Linked DNA regions of Sus scrofa: all the other regions are linked to region 1. Evidence: chromatin contacts called from public HiChIP or PLAC-seq data. All regions are on one chromosome and are shown on one strand. Each heading gives the region's core, a stretch centred on a gene start, on an enhancer-like site or on the middle of the called end of the contact. The rest is flanking DNA. Distances are from core to core; before and after follow the strand shown. Region 1 has its middle 56 kb from the start of GTDC1. Region 2 overlaps GTDC1 (glycosyltransferase-like domain-containing protein 1). Region 3 overlaps GTDC1 (glycosyltransferase-like domain-containing protein 1). Region 4 overlaps GTDC1 (glycosyltransferase-like domain-containing protein 1). Region 5 holds the start of ZEB2 (zinc finger E-box-binding homeobox 2). Region 6 overlaps GTDC1 (glycosyltransferase-like domain-containing protein 1).

Region 1 (2,983 bases), core at 183-2,682:
AATTCCCATACACAAAAGTAGAGAATGTCACTACTATACGGGACCCCTATGAGTCATCAACATGTTTGCTACCCTTTTTCTTTCAGTTATTATGATTTCTCTGATATTGTTTCTTTTTTTTTCCCTTTTTTTTTTCTTTTTGTTTTTAGGGCCACACCCATGGCATATGGAAGTTCCCAGGCTAGGGGTCAGTCAGAGCTACAGCTGCAGGCTTACACCACAGCCACAGTAACTCGGATCCGCACCACGTCTGCAACCTACACCACAGCTCACGGCATTGCTAGATCCTTAACCCACCGAGCAAGCCCAGGGATTGAACCTGCTCCTCATGGATCCTAGTGGGGTCTGTTACAGCTGAGCCACGACGGGAACTCCATGATATTGTTTCTATTGCTGAAAGACTTTTAAAGAAATTCCTGATGTCATGTTATTTCACTTTTAAATAAAACAGTGTATCTCAAAAAATAAAAAGAATATTTTCTTACATAATTATAACACAATCATCACACCTAAGTTTGTTTAAAATATCTATTCTCACATCCCTTAAGTCAACTATATGTTAGCTATTAGCATTTTCTTATTTGCTTTTTATCTTTACTTTACTCTTTTATCCTTTATAGGCATCTCCTCAATTAGCAAAAGAAATCCTATACTTGGATTAGGTTATTTTTAGCATACCCTGGGCCCCTGCCTATGCCTCTCTCTGGGCATGGTGTGTTATTTAGAATCTTACACTATTTCTGAATTCTGCATTGCAGTTGGCATGATACAAGAAAATTAGATTAGTGTTTTGCTCAAATTCCAAAGTTTTGTAGCATGTAAAAATACTGTAATTTAGGAGGTGGCTCAGCGGTAATGAGCCCGACTAGTATCCTTGAGGATGTGGGTTCAATCCCTAGCCTCATTCAGTGGGTTAAGGATCTTGCATATTTGTGAGCTGTAGTGCAGGTCGCAGATGCAGCTGGGATCCATATTGGTGTGGCTGTGGTGTAGGCTGGCAGCTGTAGCTCTGATTCAACCCCTAGCCTGGGAACTTTCATATGCCCTAAAAAGCCCTAAAAAGAAAAAAAAAAAAAAGCCTGTAATTTATTAACAAAAAATAAAATGAACCCATAATCTAGCTATAACTACATTGAGTAATCTACTAGGTAATTTCTAGAATGTTTTTCCTGCAATCCTTTGTTTGCAAATACAGAAAACCAAATTTGTCCAAATAAAGCCAATTAAAAAATACAGAAAACCAAATTTGTCCAAATAAAGCCAATTATAAAGTAAATGACTGGGAGGAAAGGTTTAAATCTTAGCCTGAAAAAGAAAAGAATAAGAATCAGATACTCTAGAGAAGAAAGTTCCTTGGAGCAGAACCTTGTGAACAGTCTCATGAAAGCACTGCCATTGTGATGAGTCAGCTCCACATGTTTTCCACCTCTGTCTCACTCTGATTTGCTCAGAGTCTTAGTGCTTACGCCATGTGCTTACTCCTCGGCTAGGGCACAGCAGGATTTCTTAAAACTAGCAGTCTCACCAACCGATATGCAATGAGGCAGAGGTGGTTTCCCAAAGAAAAGTCAGGTGTTGATACCAGAAGAGAGAATGAATGCTTGGTAGGCAAATTCAAGTGAAGCAGGCTGAAGATAATAGGAAGTTGTTTACTTATCATTTCAATTTCCAAGTGAGAATTTAGATACTCAGTTTTTAATAAGAATCATTTGCTAAGGCAAAGGCCTAGAGAGACAAAGAAAATGATAAAGCTGAAACTCTCACATTAGATCTGAGAGCTTAGACCAAGAGTTTCACCTCATGAGCGTCACAGTCCCACTTTGTAACCGCGTACAAGAGCTTCAAGCAAGCTTACTCCCACCTATTCCAGTTATTCCCTGCTAGAGTCCCCAGACCTCCTCAGAGAGGCCTTCCCTCTAGTTTGTTCATCTGCCAACAAGCACAGAGAGGGCCTGGATTTTGTCCCACTGTCATGAGAGCTAAGTGGACCAACATGAAACATCTAGTTGTATCCTTCACTTACCTCTCTCTCCAGTCTTCTGACCTGCCAGAGCACCACAGTGGGGATAAATTTGGTCTTGCTGGAGCAGAGGCCTGGGAAGAGGCTCAGAGAAAAACAGCAGCCCTCGGTTTTGTTTCATCAGTATTAAGCCCTACTAGTTGCAGAGTGAAAAAAATACATATATGTCTAAAGAAAAAAATGAACTTTTGTTGGTGGATAATTCCACTCTATTGAAACTCCATACAGAAGTCGTTGGAGATGATATTGACTTCCCAATACCATGCTTTCCTAGTTCTATAGCTTTTCCTTTCCCTCTGCAAATGGTTTTTCTTCTACCTGTCTACTCCCCTGTTCCCTACAGGTAAGCCTTCTTTAGGGTCTCATCCTCATCCTTTTTTCTCACTCTCCCCAATGCCACATACACACCCTCTTTATTTGACTTCAGTTGGTTAACATGTCAAGGGGAATCTACCTTCTAATTTTTTTTCTCCACTAGATTTTCATTATCAGTCTTAATTTAGGATCTCTTCTGGACAGTTGCAGTGGCCCTCCTGACGTGATTACTTCCAGACAATCTGATCTATGCCCATCACTTCTCCAGAGAAATCTTTCCAGGATGCCAATTCGTCAAAGCCCTGCTCTATCTTTACCTTTCCAGTATCTCTGTAATAGCCACAAGTTAAAATCTCAAATAGTTAGCATGACAAATGCAAATGTCTATGGTCTATTCTCTGCTTCCTAACCCCCACCCCTAGCATAAACTTTCAGCCCAGCCATAAAAAAATACTTATTTTCTAACATGACTTACTCTTTTACAATTCTGGTCCCTTGGCTATGTAGTTTCTCATGCTGACTCTCCATAGTCTACAAGGTAACATTAATTACTCCTCCAGAGGCAACACTAAAATCACCTCCTTTGTGAAGGTTCCCATGATATAACCAGACCATACATTTCCTCAGTGCTCTCCCAGTAACCAGTCA
Region 2 (2,962 bases), core at 41-2,540, 200 kb before region 1:
AGTAATAGATAACAACTTACAGAGTATAAGAGATATAATAGCATTACTATGATTAAAGATCTGTCATTTATCCCATTATAAGGCATATTTAGGAATATTATAACCTGAATGTTTTAATTTGTCTCAGGCATAAACTGGACTTACAAGAACTCAGATGTAAAACTGGATTTTTATTCCCATTAGAAAGTATTTAAATTATTATAAAATGTAGATAACTTTTAAAAAAAAGGTGTCTTTTTTTCCAATATGGCCTTTCATCAAATGAAAAGGTTGTTATTCTATTTAGAATTTTAAAGGATTACTTAAACCAAGCCTGTTTTATCATGTTGGACAACTGACCAGAAAAGATTTAGAGTTCCTTCCTGGACATTCCTAAGAATGAAAAGGAAGCCAACACCCAGAGGGTGAAATACAATCTATATCCATATTTAGATTATAGAGATTGAAAGATGATATATAATTTTTAGATCCTGAATTTTTATATTAGATGCAGGGGCATGTGGAAAAGCAAGCTTAATTTTCCAAATTATTTGAATCAGAGTTGATGAAGATCTTTTACAGCAACTCATACCATCATGTATTGAGGGAAATAAAGAATATGTCAGAGATATAGGACCTAAATCAAAACATCACAGAATTTAATATAACTTAAAAGTCACTTTCACAAAATTCACAGAAATGCAAAATCTGTCTAAACAAGCTGACACACGGTTCTTTTGCTTGAATACTTCCATAATCCCAACAGGAAGACCACCAAAAATCTATAATTTCTAACAACTCTACCAGTAATTCTTCTGGAGCACAGAAGAACAAACAAATTATCCATACTCTAGCCTGATACTAAAAGTATTTCAAATTTCCTTCTCAGCTGTGCTCTAAAACCCCAGAATATCCTAGAGTAACCCTGCTTTATAGAAGCAAGTGCCACACAAATGATTCATTCTTGTGTAACTTTATGGTACAGTCATATGAGCACAAGCTTGGGAACCAGACAGATCAACATTTGACTCAGGGTTCCAAGCTTGATTTGAAATGTGAAATTGGGTGAATTACTTAACTTCATCTTCTCATACCTAAATGGGAGTTATAATACCAACATAAGGTTAAGTAGATTAAATAAGGTGTGTAAAAGAATGAAGGAATTATACAGTACCTGCTTATCACTAATATGAACATTAATAGGATGAAAGGGTTCATCTTCATTTTACAGACTGATTGTATTACTAAGCCAAAGCAGGATGCACTAGACTGAGGGGCAGAACTGAAAGAGAAAGAACCAAAGAGCCAAGGAGAAGCCACCAGCACTGGGAGCTATCCCTGGTGCTGCCCTCAGGCCCAGGGCCCATGGTTTGCTTGGTCCTGTTACCTTCAGTTTCTAACATTCCTCAAAAGAACCTAACTCTGATCTAATTCTTACCTTGATTTGATAACATGTTCCTGCTATCTTGTGTTCCTGACCTTAATTCCTGTTTGCTCCCTCAAGATGTTGATTTGATTACTTTCCTAGATGAAAACCCAGCCTGACACCAAACTGCTTCCTCTGCTGGATATTTTTTGCTTTGAAATTTTTGACCTAAAGTTATATCTTTTTATCACTAGCCCCACCAATCATAATTACTAACAAATGGTCAATGTCCCGTTCCCCTAAATTTTTTTTTCAGGAAATCTTAAATATGCCTGCAGCAGTAATTAAAAATAAGCAGAAAGTCTGAAAAGAACTAAGAGTAATTCATCCCAAGAAAATAGCAGCTAAGTAGTAAGTAGTGCTAGGGTGACAAAAATATGACACAAGTTAAGGACTACTTCTCTTATGTTTACAGCAGAGATCACTAATCGATCCTGAAGTTCTTTTTTTAATCTTGAATATGGCCTTAGAGTCCTCAACAATTTCCAAACAGTCACTACAAAGCAAAGATAGAACACAAATAGAAACCTATCTGTCTCATCCCTGAGTCAGTATGACCATGTGGGTTCTGAAGAAGGATTTTTTTTTCCCTTTTAAAGTCTCAGTTGGAAAAGTCAGATTATACCTTGATGGTATGAAGAGAATAGAAGTACCTTTGCAATTCACTTACGTTGAAAGCAAGTACATGGTTATTGGAGAATTAGAGCTTCCTCTTCTAAGACTGGAGGTGTTAGCCTTACGTCCTGGATAAATTCCAACTTAGGTAATTACATTCTGCTTACCTCACCCCCCTAGCAATTTTTTCAAGTGAATCCAGTATTATTCTTCACTTCCTTCCCTAACTTGCTGTGTAGCATTGTGATGAGCTGTTAAACAGCTGCCATGCTTCACTCTGCAATGGTGACTGTGCTTCACTGTATAATTTGTAACCATTCGCAGTGTGCTTTGGAATCTTTCAGGATGGAAGTGTTACCCTAAAATGCAAGATATCATCATCATTCTAAAGGCATACAGTACAACTGCTTATTTCAGTTAAATTCAGCATAACATATTTAGAAAATACCTTATTTCATGAAAAACCATAAAAGTAGGTTAAAATACCCATGAAACATGCTACAAAGATTATATGAAAAGGTATTTAAAGAAAGCAAACTATTTATCAACTATATGAATATTCTGCCAAAGAAAGAAGTAGTAGGAAGAACAAATGCTTAAGACATTTTTATTTGAAAATACATCTGCCTTCATCAGATGGTAAAAATTCCCAATGTCACCCAAGAAAAACAGTGAAGAGAAAAATTGAACGTTAAGTCAATGGGAAATGGAGGAATGCCAGCACTTATGGAGAAAGAGATCAAGGATAAATACATTTTTTAACATTTTCTTAATTCTCATCAGTACAACTAGGGAATTATACAAATTCATTATCATGAAGACATTGAAATTTCACTGTGGATTGCCTGAGGACTCTGGTAGACAGAAAGAGATATTTTGGCAATACTGAAAACAGTGCAACCAGGAGGGGCCCCTACAGGTACATGGACTTCCATGGATTGT
Region 3 (2,852 bases), core at 311-2,810, 180 kb before region 1:
GATTCGTTAACCACTGAGCCATGACGGGAACTCCTCATTTTAACTCTTTCTTCAAGAATCTGTTAGGTTTTATAAAGTTCTGGGACTACACAGGAAGGATTATATGGGAACTCTACAAATGATTTGTTTTACTATTATATTAGTAATCCGTGAGGTAGATAGAAGAAATTGGTAAAAATGGATCCAGAAATCCATATCACTGGGTCCTAACAATTACATAAAGTAATGTATTATAAAGGATCAAAACATCATGGACCTTCAGAATTGGGAGTTCCTATCGTGGTGCAGTAGAAACAAATCCGCCTAGTATCCATGAGCATGAGGGTTTGATTCCTGGTCCCGCTCCGTGGGTTAAGGATCCAGCATTGCCATGAGCTGCGGTGTAAATCACAGACACAGCTCGGATCTGGCATTGCTGTGGCTGTGGTGTAGGCTGGCAGCTGTGGCTGTGGTGTAGGCTGGCAGCTGTACCTCCGATTCAACCCCTAACCTGTGAATAGCCCTAAAAAGCAAAAAGAAAAACAAAAAAATAAAAAAACACCATGTACCTTCGGAATTAAAATAAATATAATACTGGCTATTGCTTTCAATGCAAAGGCTATGATCCTCTCCTTAATACTTTTTAAAAATAAAAATAATCTAAAATACATATGTAAAAGGAAATGTAAAAGCAAAGTTTACATATCATAAATATGTCAGTAGTTTCCAGGCCTGCTTATAAACATTTTCTTGGAAACCAGTGAACACAAATGATAACCATGGGTGATCTGGATAAACCTAGAGCAAGTCCTATGTTCCCTTTATGAGTCAAAAAACCAGTTTAATAAATCACTGTTTTATTTTTTAAAATAACCCTCTTTGCTTTAAGCGATGATTCAGGGTCTCAGTGTCACTGGATCTCAATAAAATGCATATAAATTCTTTGATAAGAAGGTATACAAGATCCAATAGAAAAAGAAGTTAGTTCTATTTCACCCTGAAAAGGACATCAGAAAACTGAAAAAAAAGATACTTAAGACAGTAAGATTGCAAAACACAAATGAATAAGCAGAGCTTACAGAACACAGAGCTAAATAATCCTGTTTCGTTTAATTCACATTTACTGAGATAGCCAAAGTTCCTATTATCAATACATAGAGGAATGAAAAATCAAAAGAATGTTGACCTGCCACCCTTATCTGCCCCCACCCCTGCAAAATTTTTTTCCATTTTTTTTTTTTTTTTTTTAGTTGCAGCCTAGTGCAAATTTGGGATTAGGGGTGATTACAACATGGATAATACAAGAGAATGTCATAGAAGTGCTGACAATACCAAGCAATAAGGAAGCCAATATAATAATGTACCAAAAGTTGAAGGATGTTTTACAGCTAGTCTGTTTTCACCATATGTCACATATTGTAATAGCGACTCACAGGACATAATATATAGTTCTGACACGTGTTCATAAGTCAGAGGGTTAGTGAAACCTCTATTTAAGGTGAGCACTTATGTCAGTCATCTCTGAAGTCCTTAACTGCCACGTGGTCAAGAAAGAAATCTGACAGTGCCAACAAAAGCAGAAGTCAGCAAGAAAACTAAAGAAACATTTGAGGAAGCAGGAGTCATACTTTTCAAAGAGAATCCGAACTGGACTGCTTCCCGACACTCTTATTTTTCCTCTGAACGACTTCAAACCATTTTTTTTCTCATTAAGAGTCCCACCAATGAGCAAATCTACTTCTTTATATATCTTTCTCTCTTAGTCTATCAGTTTACCCTCTTGAGAAGAGCAATGCTGAAAAATCAGTATAGCTTTTATAGTTTCATTCTCTTTGAGCAAAAACAATCTTTTATGAAACAGAGAGATGAGGAGCAGTGAGCTAAAAATTATTTAGCTATCTGCCCTCAAAGGGCATGCAACCCAACTACTCATATCCTTAAAAACCCAGTTTTTGCCAAATTAAAGATCCAAGAGAGTTGTCAGAAATATTCTTTTTCATACATTTCCTCTCCAGTATGAGTGGGTGTAACTTCCATTAACTTTAAAGCCACCCATAAAGGGAAAAATAGACTTAATTTTTTTTCTCCAGTTATTTCTCAGGGGTAATAAACACACTATCTGAGGAAAAGAATGATGCTAATTCAAGAAACCAAAAGAATATTACAAATGTTTTCCATATTGATAAAGCACAAAATGATTTTATTTTTGTTTTTAAAACATACTTCCCCCTCTCTGTTTCAATATAAAATATTTTAATTTTATTATGAAATTTTAAAACGGTTGCTTTTTTATGAGACATTTGAAGTGAAACAGTTCCACTCTATTTTGATAGCACTGCTACTTCACAATTGAAGCAGCTTGTAAAAATGATTGCAGGAAAACATTTACAAAATGCTCAAAACACAGAAGTATTACCATCTAGCTGTTTCTCTATGTCAATGAAACTATGGAATATACTTGGAATATACTTGCAAAAGAGGTGGGACTCTGTTTAAACACATCATCAACCCCAATTGATTTAATAGCTATTAAAAAAGGTAAGTAAACTGAAGGCTATCACTACCAAATTGACTCCACTTGCAAAGTTGTTTCAGAGTTGTTATTAACTTCTTTCATTAACTATACTTCAGGAGATATACTTGGTTGAAGTAACAACAGAGAAGGACCATCACCTTTGAAATGTCATGGTATTTTAAGGCTGTGCAATTTCAGAAGATTCAATGAGGGGAAAAAAAAAAATCACCACCTAAAGATTCATTTTCCCTAGTTTCCTCTTACAAATAATAAGTTAAAAAAAAAAAAAAAGGATAAAAACTCCTTGCTCCACTATGCTTTAATTTTTACTTACTTCTCTGTAAATTTATGTTTTGAT
Region 4 (2,728 bases), core at 57-2,556, 140 kb before region 1:
ATTATTTTTTCATCCAGATAAGGTTCCTACCTTTTCTTAATATAAATAATAGCACAGTAATTTCCTCAATTAAGTACCTATAGCTTCGAAGCTCCCCTTTAGAATATTTTAAAACTGCTGTTGGGGACACATGATAGACACTGATTAACTGGTATGATATAATCAAGTGAACTGGTACTAAACTATAGAGTAGCATCCACAGCTAGTTATTAGGTACATTTTTATGACATATACATTATATAGGAAAAGAGAGTATCCTTCAATTGTCTCTATTCAAGAATGGAAACTTTTGAGACTATTATTAATTAATGGTTAACAGAATTACTGCTGGTTTTTCTTGCAGGTATTATGATAGCATATCTGAGTACAAGACGTCTAAGAAAATTAAAGTGATGATATTACTGAGATGCTTTTTAATACCTCTGTCATTATATAGTTTCAGTCTATATTATTTTTGCCGAATATTGATAAAACATTTCATGCACAATTTACAGGTTGGGTTTCAGGTGAGCAGAATAAACACTATTTTAAGCAGAAGATATACTTTTAAACCAACTTTTAAAATTTCACTGGATCATTCAACATTTGCTTGAAATCCTTACAAGATATTCATCTATTTGTGGCATCATATAGGTCTGTCTCCCCATCTGTCTATGTTTTTCATGAAGACTAGTATCTGGTACAAGGTTTTTTTTTTTTTTTTTTTTTTTTTTCCTCCCTTCCCCACTTTAGTAGCTATTCATTGGCCCACTACTATGCCATTTCTGTCATAGTTGTCCGACAGCATTTATCGATCATCTTTTTAATAAAATATAAGCTTTCTTTCACAGGACAAGGGGACAAGTAATCAATATAATCAATTTAATTTTGGCTAAATTTAACTCTGTATGGTTAGAAATTAATGTCATCAAAATGTATTATTGTCACAATAAATAATTACATTGGCATCATGATGTTCACTAAAATATAAAACACTGAATTTTCTAAGACTAACATATATATGGTTATTTACCACAGCACTTCGGCCGTATCTTCCTAAAAGTAACCTTCTTATATTCCATGGCCAGATTTGCTAAGAAATTCACATCTTGCATGTATGGACATCTTGAGCAATCCTTTTTAACAGGAAATCTTGACAACACCCCTTCCCCTCCCAACTCCACTTGGTAGTCTGACTCCAGCACAAGCTCATCTGGTTCGACTAAAATCATTGCATTATTTGGCAGTGGTTTCTTCATACGTGGCGCTTGGAGCTCATTGAAGCTCAAACAGTACAGGAAATGCAAATCATGCAAACCACCCTCATGATGGCGACGTACAGTGGCGTGATTGAGCGGCACTACGCACGACTCGTGGGCTGACCACATGAAAGGAGCCATTTACAGACCAGATGAGCAAAAGCTGGGATAAGTTAGAGAGTATGTGTGAGCTTCAAAGCTGGCAGACTAGCATCCTTATTTAAAATAGAAGGGTTTTTTATTATTATTTTTTATTAATAACACCTGCCTGAGCTCTTTACATTGAAGGAAGTTTACAGAGGTAGAGGGGGGTATCCTGTATATATGTGGTCCAAACTTTCTTTTTTAAATCCCAGGTATGGCAGAAGAGTGGAGTACTTTCCATCAATTTTTCACAAGATTTTCTACAGTTGTTAACAGTTATTGGAAATGTTTTCTTTCAGTGAACTTAAAAAAAAAAAAAAAGATAATCTTGCAATGTTGCAGTGCCCTACATTATTTGCTCATAATTCCTAGTGTCAGTTTAATTGCCACATGTTAATAAAATTAGTTCCTCCAACAAAAAATAGGGAGCTATAATTCTCAGGAATTCTTCAACAAAAGCCTTAGGAGCAATACAGAATTTGCCATTAAGAGAATATTTGAACAAGGCTAATACAGTAACTAGAACAGAAAAATGACTATAGGAAGTTTTTCTTTTCTTTTTTGGAACTGATGGTTTTCTAGATGTTTCTGATTTACCACAAAATAAAGAAAATGTGATTATTAAGAAAATAAATGTGATAACAAAATAATTTTTTAAAATTTAAATTTCATGTGTTTGTTTAGCATTTGAAATTATTTTCCAAAGCCTTTAAGTAGGCTATTTCATTTGCACACAGACTTAAAAGCATCAAGAATTCCATTAAAGCACTGGCTCCCTTAACCCCTTAAACCTATAGCTAGAAACTTAAAGAAGTGTATGAGGAAGTTAGAAGTTTAAATAAAGTGGGTAAAAGGCTAATGCTTCTGGTCTAGGAATCAGAAAACCTAAGCATAAATAGCCATATGATACTGAACTAATCACTCTCTGAAACTCAACCTTCTCATGTTTAAGAAAGATGTTATCACCACCTTTCTTGATCGCTACTGAGTTTCAATTGAAAGATGAGGTAATGTAGGATGAGAGAAAATTGTACAGTGTTAAATACACATAAAGAAATGCTGTACAATGTATGAGGCATAACATTGTACCAGACATTATGTCAGGCTCCTTACATACCTTATCTCATTTGGTTTAATTTCATGTTCACAATATCACTGCTTTATAATAATAATAATAATAATAACAATTATCATTATTATCTGCAACTGTGGCATGAGGAAGTTCCTGGGCCAGGGGTCAAACCCACGCCACAGCAGCAATCCAAGTCACTGAAGCGACAACACCAGATCCTTAACCCACTTCACCACAAAAGAACTCCATTGCATTATTATCTGTTGCATTTTAA
Region 5 (2,700 bases), core at 133-2,632, 170 kb after region 1:
GGAGATAAACACATTCATGTTAGCGGGGCTCACCACTGTTCCTGGGAACTCCTGCTATCTCTCTTGACTTTTCAGTGCCAAAGTATGGCATGGAATATTTGTATGTATGTGTCTCCTGTGAAATCCATGTCTATATTACTTTGCCATTTGAAATACAATTTCAAAAGTTATCCCTAATTTAAAACTCTAATATCCTGACAGTTTTCTTCCCAACTGTAGTGACCCCCCCCCCCACTACTTTGGTAAACGACTCAAGTTCCATGAGGACTTTCACTTCTTTATTTATCATCACAGAAGTGAGGTGTTACTTCACATACACACACACACAAAGAATGAAATAAAGAAATGAAACTCGCTAAGCAGACAAAAACAAGCAACTTTCTGCTTAGAAAACAGCCTTCTTCGGTAGAAAAGGTTGGACTGCCATATCTAAGAGAAAGACTTGCTCCCGAATTTGGTAGGTTTGTATCCATCAAGTTTTGTAATTATTAACAGGTATTTGCCAAGTTTTAATTGCTGAATACAATGAATTGGAATTAGACATGACAATAGAGCAGAACCTCTCCCCCTGAAGAGTTTTTATTCCAACCACATAGTTCTCAATAAAACTTTTCCTAGGCTGGGTAGCAAAAGGCACCTTTGGTTACCTGAATGGACAGGTACAGGGCAAATTATTTGGAGGAGGAAAAAAGAGAAAAGGAAGGAGAGAGAGAGGGAGTGAGAGAGAAATCCAAGAAGTCACTCTTGGGAAAAGCTTGCCGTAAAGGAGCTAAACCCACCTGAAATTCCTACCCACAGACACTCCTTCGCACTTCAGACTCCCATCCTCACTTAAAAGGAGAAAATCATGAAAGGAGGGTGGGGGATGACCATGCCAAAAAGGAATAAAAAGAGAGAAAAGGGGGAAAAAAACCTACCTGCGAAGTCTTGTTTGTAGTTTTGGCCAGAAATGGTGAGAAGAAAAAGCATGAAGAAGCCGCGAAGTGTGGGGAAGAAAAAGGTGGAAGCGAAGAAACAGCTCCCGGAGCAAACTGTACAAAACCTCGCCAAGAGTGTCGGGAGGCAGGACCGTTATTCCTGCGGAGCAGGTTAGAACTGATCTCTTTCGGCCACTCCAGGAAACACAAACCTGGGGACGGACTGACGTGTTACGCCTCTTCTAATGACATTTTTTTCTTTTTCTTTTCTGTAGGAGAGAGAGAGACCCTGAAACACGCGCCACCTATCTTTGTGGGGAGGGATAATTGAAGCGCCCTGAGCGTGAGCATCATGTGAAAACGTGATCGCCAAGTTTCTCTCTGGGAAAGGATCTGGGATAGATTATACCTTGAAGTCTCCGCAAACGCTTTAGTGGAAGAAATGAAATTCCACCTCCCTCCCTTCCTCTCTCCCTCCCTCTCGCCTCCCTCCCTCCCTTCTCCACGCCCCCCCCCCCCCCGTAAAGCCTTTGGCATCATTATCCTCATCTCCTCATCACTAAATCCTACAGAGTACAGGGCGGAAAACGGTGCACACCATTCACAGAACTGGAGAACTCTTAAGGGGCGAAAGTTAAAGGGAAAGATCCCGGTTCTTCAATCCAGATCGCTTCTTCTTATACAGATATCTCTAATGACCAGATTTGAGATGCACATTAAGTTGTGTGGATTTCTCAGCACAGCTTCTGGAACTAAATTTTTTGCCCTTTCTCTTATTTTTTTGTCTTTTTAGATGCCAGAGCCAGAAAAAAAAAATGTTGCATGTGAACTGCATTTTAGGGTGTGTGTTGGGGGTGTGTGTGTGTGATGAATTTCTGGATTGGATCCCAATACTAAAAAGTGGTTTGGCATTTTTAAAAAGGGTCTCTAAGTGAATTAACATAGCGGGCTGAGTTGCCTCGATCTCTGAGTCTCTCTACATCTCACGGAGACCTCACTACAAAGTGAGGGAGTGTGTGTGTGTGTGTGTGTGTGTGTGTGTGTGTGTAGGGAGGCAGGAGGAATAGGAGAAAGGCCATAGAGGAACTTAGCAGGGAAGGATGAGCATGATATTAAACGGCATGGGGTCTAAGTTTTGGAGTATACATTTTTTGATATTGCAATTAAAGTAAAATTAAAAAGAAAAGACTCCACCTTTGCTCTGAAGGGATTGGTTATGTAAATATGGAAGGGATTTCCTGGAGAATACAGCTTTCTACTGTATGGTTAATTAAATAATCACTCAAAAGCTTCCAACGTGACGCTTCTGTCGTAATCCAATCAGGTTACATAGGTCCTAAACAAGAAAGATATTTTCCACATCTGGAAGTCAGCAATTTAGCAAGTACTGCACATTATTAACCAATTCAGAGCCCACTTCCCAGGGGAATTTTTTTTGAAGTTTAAGTGTTCTTAACCAATGCTCTGCTGTTTTGTTAATCAAAAAGCTGGTTTACACTGCACATAATTGGAACTAATATAGAAGTAAATAAAGACAGCCAAATTTGAGGATGCTGAGCACAGGCATTTATAGGAAAAGGAAGAAATCTCTTAGCCTCCAGTGGTTCAGGCTCAGTTTCTTAAAGAACTGTGAGGTTTTTTTGTTGTTGTTGTTGTTGTTGTTGTTTTAAGAGTGAAAGTGCTTGAGAACCTCAGAGCACAAATAAACTTTCAGTCCCACTGCCTTTGGGCTTTCTTGCAAAGGTAAAGGTGGAGGTGTCAAGAGGACTGAAGAGCAGCCTCA
Region 6 (2,780 bases), core at 142-2,641, 240 kb before region 1:
CATTGAACTAAAGAGATCTACCCATTTGGAAAAAAAGAATATGAAAATATATATGAATATATATATATTTCAGATCTGTGGGTGAACACAGACTGAAAAACTACTTTTTGCACATTACCAGTACTTAATTTGAGTTAAGTGATGCTGTGATTCTGTTAAAGGAAGCTTATCATCTTAAAAACATTTATCTCTGAATATATATGTGTGAAATTCTGGCACTGAAACTTTCATAAGGATCTTGAAGGAAAATTGTCACACTGGATCAAACACCAAGCGGTAGCACCTCTTTTTCAAAAATCATTTTAAGTTACCACTAAAAAATATTTTTGTCCCACATGTAAACAAATTTCTTCTAATTTTACAGCCTCATATTTATCAGGGGGTTGCCTGTCATTAGCAAATTTTGCACCATCAAGTTACTGAAGTTACAAAATATGCCACTTTAAAGGAAAAAGTATCTTTACCGCATAACGTTCAACTGATTACCCTTGCCATTTATGTTGAACACTTGGTTAGCCCCCTTCTCTGATATAAGTCAGGCTTTTTAAAAGCAGCAGGGGGAAGTTTCATTTCTTCTCACTTCTTCCCTCCCACAGAAGGGCACTAGAAGGAAAGCTGTGAGTTTTCTACAACAAGAAGTCCTAAGACTCAAGGTAAGGCAAGAAAGATAAAACCGAGATGAATACATCACTACGTATTTGTAACCATACCTCTGGTTCCCATTACAAACCATCGTTTTAGTTGTAAAAAACATTTTTTTTATTCCAAACGCAATAGTTTGCATCTATTAACCCTGAGATCCTGCTGTGTAGCACTGAGAACTATGTCTAGTCACTTATGATGGAGCATGAGAATGGGAGAAAAAAGAATGTATACATGTATGTGTAATTGGGTCACCACGCTGTACAGTAGAAAAAAAATTGTATTGGGGAAATAACAATTAAAAATTTTTTTTAAAAATCCATTTTTAAACTTTACTATTTCAACTACCAAAGAGCAAAATCTAAAAATATAAGCAAGGAAGCAAAACTTTTCCCAATACACAGTGCTGTTGTAATTGCCTATCTATGGATTTTTGTGAAAGAGGAAAAGTTATTTGACTTGAAGAATATCCAAAAAGTCCAAAGAAGTTCTGAAAAAGGCAGCATCTTGCTTTACTACAGAAGCAGTGGTTGGGACATCAGAACGCTGGGGACATCAGATAGTAAGTAGCACTGGAGGAAATCTTCAGGGGGAGAGGACAGAAGAGCATGGGGCGTTCCTACATAGCAAGGAAGCACGCAGGCCTCCCCCTCCTTCCCCACATACTAAAACAGGAAGGAGAGGGCAAGAAGGCAGAGGAGGAAGAGAAAGGGAAGTGGGGTGAGTAGGAAAGGGGAAAGGAAGGGAGAGCAGAGCTGTGGAGAGCATAGCTGAGAAGAGGGAAAAGAAAGCTCCTTACTGGAGTCTGAGCTTGTCACACAGATCCATACCCTCACCAAACAATCTGTCTGAAAGCAGCCTGGGCTGCTGTGGAACTTTAGTCCTGACTGGGGACTCAGGGGTGCAGAGAAAGCCTGTCACTATTCGTGTATGGGTATCAGGTTAATGTACTTTAAGGGTTCTTCGAAGGCAGATTTTTAAAACACAACAAAAAGCCTCTTTGGCTACTATCATATTTCTTTACGGAAGGAGACTTACTGAAAGAAAAAGAGAGAAAGAAAAAGGAAAAAAAAAAGAGCAGACATATAAGAGAGCTCAGTATTGATGTGGGTGCATTTTAAGAATGCTAAAGGAACATAAACAGCTAGGTAATCTGGCCCAAGTGCAACATTTGACTACCAAAATCTGATGTCATGTAAAGAAAGATGGTAAATCAAAAACAATACTAACACTGCCATTGAATAAATCAGTAAATATTTGCCCTAAAGAATTTTATTACAAAATAAAATACTTGGGTGGGGTGTACTGCTTTGTCAAGTACAAATGGGAAGATGTGTAATTCCACTTGTGCCCTTCCTCTGCCTCTACAATGTTCTTAGTTACAAGGTGCTAGGAAACAGATGTACAAGAAAGACGTACAAGAAAGTATGATTATAGATCTATATACCATATGCCTAGAAGTGATTTTATATAAGCCCATCTCATATTATTGATGAAGAAAGAAACTGAGGCTCAGATAAACTGACATGCCCAGGACACTGCACAGGAAGTGGCAGAGTTGGGAACCAAGCCCATGTTTTCTGGCTCCCATTCACAAGCTCTGTAGATTTTTACCACCCAGCCTTCAGCTGCAAAACATTTTCATCTGAATCTTATGTGGTATTCTTCATCCCTGAAGGGTTGTCATTAGTTAAAAGGAATTAAGGAGTTCCCAGGTGGTGCCGCAGGTTAAGGATTCAGCACTGTCACTGCTGTGCCTCAGGCCACTGCTATAGTGAGGGTTCCATCCCTGTCCCTGGAATTTCCACATGCCATGGGTGCAGCCAGAAGATTAAAGGAAAAAAAAGGATTATATCACACACACACGCTACGAAAACACTCATATTCCTTAGACTGGAGATAGCTAAATTTACCTTTCGTTTTTACAGATTTTCGAAGCATGGATTATCACAGAAACCAGGAGTCCTAACTTGCCCTCTCTAAAGGGGCCAGTGGTTGCCTTACAAAGGAGGCACTAGATAGAAACAAGTGCAGAATATTGCCTAAGGCTTGGGTTTACAAACTAAATTACAAGAATGGCAATACCTGTCCCCATATACCCAACAAAGAATGTGGTTTAGAAACATGAACTGGAAGTC

The links. HiChIP or PLAC-seq counts read pairs in DNA pulled down with a chosen protein or histone mark.
Region 2: a contact with region 1 is called in an H3K27ac HiChIP or PLAC-seq map of alveolar macrophages. The contact joins two enhancer-like sites. A contact is called at or near these places in 1 of 5 promoter capture datasets (liver), 1 of 47 Hi-C or Micro-C datasets (embryonic fibroblasts) and 1 of 2 datasets of contacts at active chromatin or transcription factors (alveolar macrophages).
Region 3: a contact with region 1 is called in an H3K27ac HiChIP or PLAC-seq map of alveolar macrophages. The contact joins two enhancer-like sites. A contact is called at or near these places in 1 of 5 promoter capture datasets (fetal liver) and 1 of 2 datasets of contacts at active chromatin or transcription factors (alveolar macrophages).
Region 4: a contact with region 1 is called in an H3K27ac HiChIP or PLAC-seq map of alveolar macrophages. The contact joins two enhancer-like sites. A contact is called at or near these places in 1 of 47 Hi-C or Micro-C datasets (embryonic fibroblasts) and 1 of 2 datasets of contacts at active chromatin or transcription factors (alveolar macrophages).
Region 5: a contact with region 1 is called in an H3K27ac HiChIP or PLAC-seq map of alveolar macrophages. The contact joins the promoter of ZEB2 here to the enhancer-like site in region 1. A contact is called at or near these places in 2 of 5 promoter capture datasets (fetal liver and skeletal muscle), 18 of 47 Hi-C or Micro-C datasets (blood, embryonic fibroblasts, epiblast stem cells and 11 more) and 2 of 2 datasets of contacts at active chromatin or transcription factors (alveolar macrophages and skeletal muscle).
Region 6: an H3K27ac HiChIP or PLAC-seq map of alveolar macrophages shows a contact between it and region 1. The contact joins two enhancer-like sites. A contact is called at or near these places in 1 of 5 promoter capture datasets (liver), 1 of 47 Hi-C or Micro-C datasets (embryonic fibroblasts) and 1 of 2 datasets of contacts at active chromatin or transcription factors (alveolar macrophages).

What each region holds. Positions count from the first base shown.
Region 1 is chr15:7,671,445-7,674,427 of Sscrofa11.1, reverse strand. No RefSeq gene overlaps it. Among named protein-coding and RNA genes, the nearest start is that of GTDC1, 56 kb to the left of the region's middle. Within about 2 kb of position 1,432, at least 6 of the 83 cell types and tissues checked have an H3K27ac peak or open chromatin away from gene starts, as enhancers often do. A contact at or near this core is called in alveolar macrophages and retroperitoneal adipose tissue, where this site is marked.
Region 2 is chr15:7,875,924-7,878,885 of Sscrofa11.1, reverse strand. The region is part of intron 7 of GTDC1 (glycosyltransferase-like domain-containing protein 1); the gene reads right to left. The region is part of intron 1 of LOC106508109 (a long non-coding RNA gene); the gene reads left to right. LOC110256946 (a long non-coding RNA gene) reads right to left here. Exons shown (of 2, transcript XR_002339029.1): 2 at 1-2,379. Among named protein-coding and RNA genes, the nearest start is that of GTDC1, 150 kb to the right of the region's middle. Within about 2 kb of position 1,290, at least 5 of the 83 cell types and tissues checked have an H3K27ac peak or open chromatin away from gene starts, as enhancers often do. A contact at or near this core is called in alveolar macrophages, where this site is marked.
Region 3 is chr15:7,854,384-7,857,235 of Sscrofa11.1, reverse strand. The region is part of intron 6 of GTDC1 (glycosyltransferase-like domain-containing protein 1); the gene reads right to left. All of the region lies in intron 1 of LOC106508109 (a long non-coding RNA gene), which reads left to right. Among named protein-coding and RNA genes, the nearest start is that of GTDC1, 130 kb to the right of the region's middle. Within about 2 kb of position 1,560, at least 2 of the 83 cell types and tissues checked have an H3K27ac peak or open chromatin away from gene starts, as enhancers often do. A contact at or near this core is called in alveolar macrophages, where this site is marked.
Region 4 is chr15:7,813,284-7,816,011 of Sscrofa11.1, reverse strand. The region is part of intron 5 of GTDC1 (glycosyltransferase-like domain-containing protein 1); the gene reads right to left. Among named protein-coding and RNA genes, the nearest start is that of GTDC1, 85 kb to the right of the region's middle. Within about 2 kb of position 1,306, at least 5 of the 83 cell types and tissues checked have an H3K27ac peak or open chromatin away from gene starts, as enhancers often do. A contact at or near this core is called in alveolar macrophages, where this site is marked.
Region 5 is chr15:7,497,561-7,500,260 of Sscrofa11.1, reverse strand. It overlaps ZEB2 (zinc finger E-box-binding homeobox 2), which reads right to left and starts at 1,382. Exons shown (of 10, transcript XM_021076506.1): 1 at 918-1,382. LOC110257199 reads left to right here. Exons shown (of 2, transcript XR_002339482.1): 2 at 938-1,031.
Region 6 is chr15:7,908,807-7,911,586 of Sscrofa11.1, reverse strand. The region is part of intron 7 of GTDC1 (glycosyltransferase-like domain-containing protein 1); the gene reads right to left. Among named protein-coding and RNA genes, the nearest start is that of GTDC1, 180 kb to the right of the region's middle. Within about 2 kb of position 1,391, at least 4 of the 83 cell types and tissues checked have an H3K27ac peak or open chromatin away from gene starts, as enhancers often do. A contact at or near this core is called in alveolar macrophages, where this site is marked.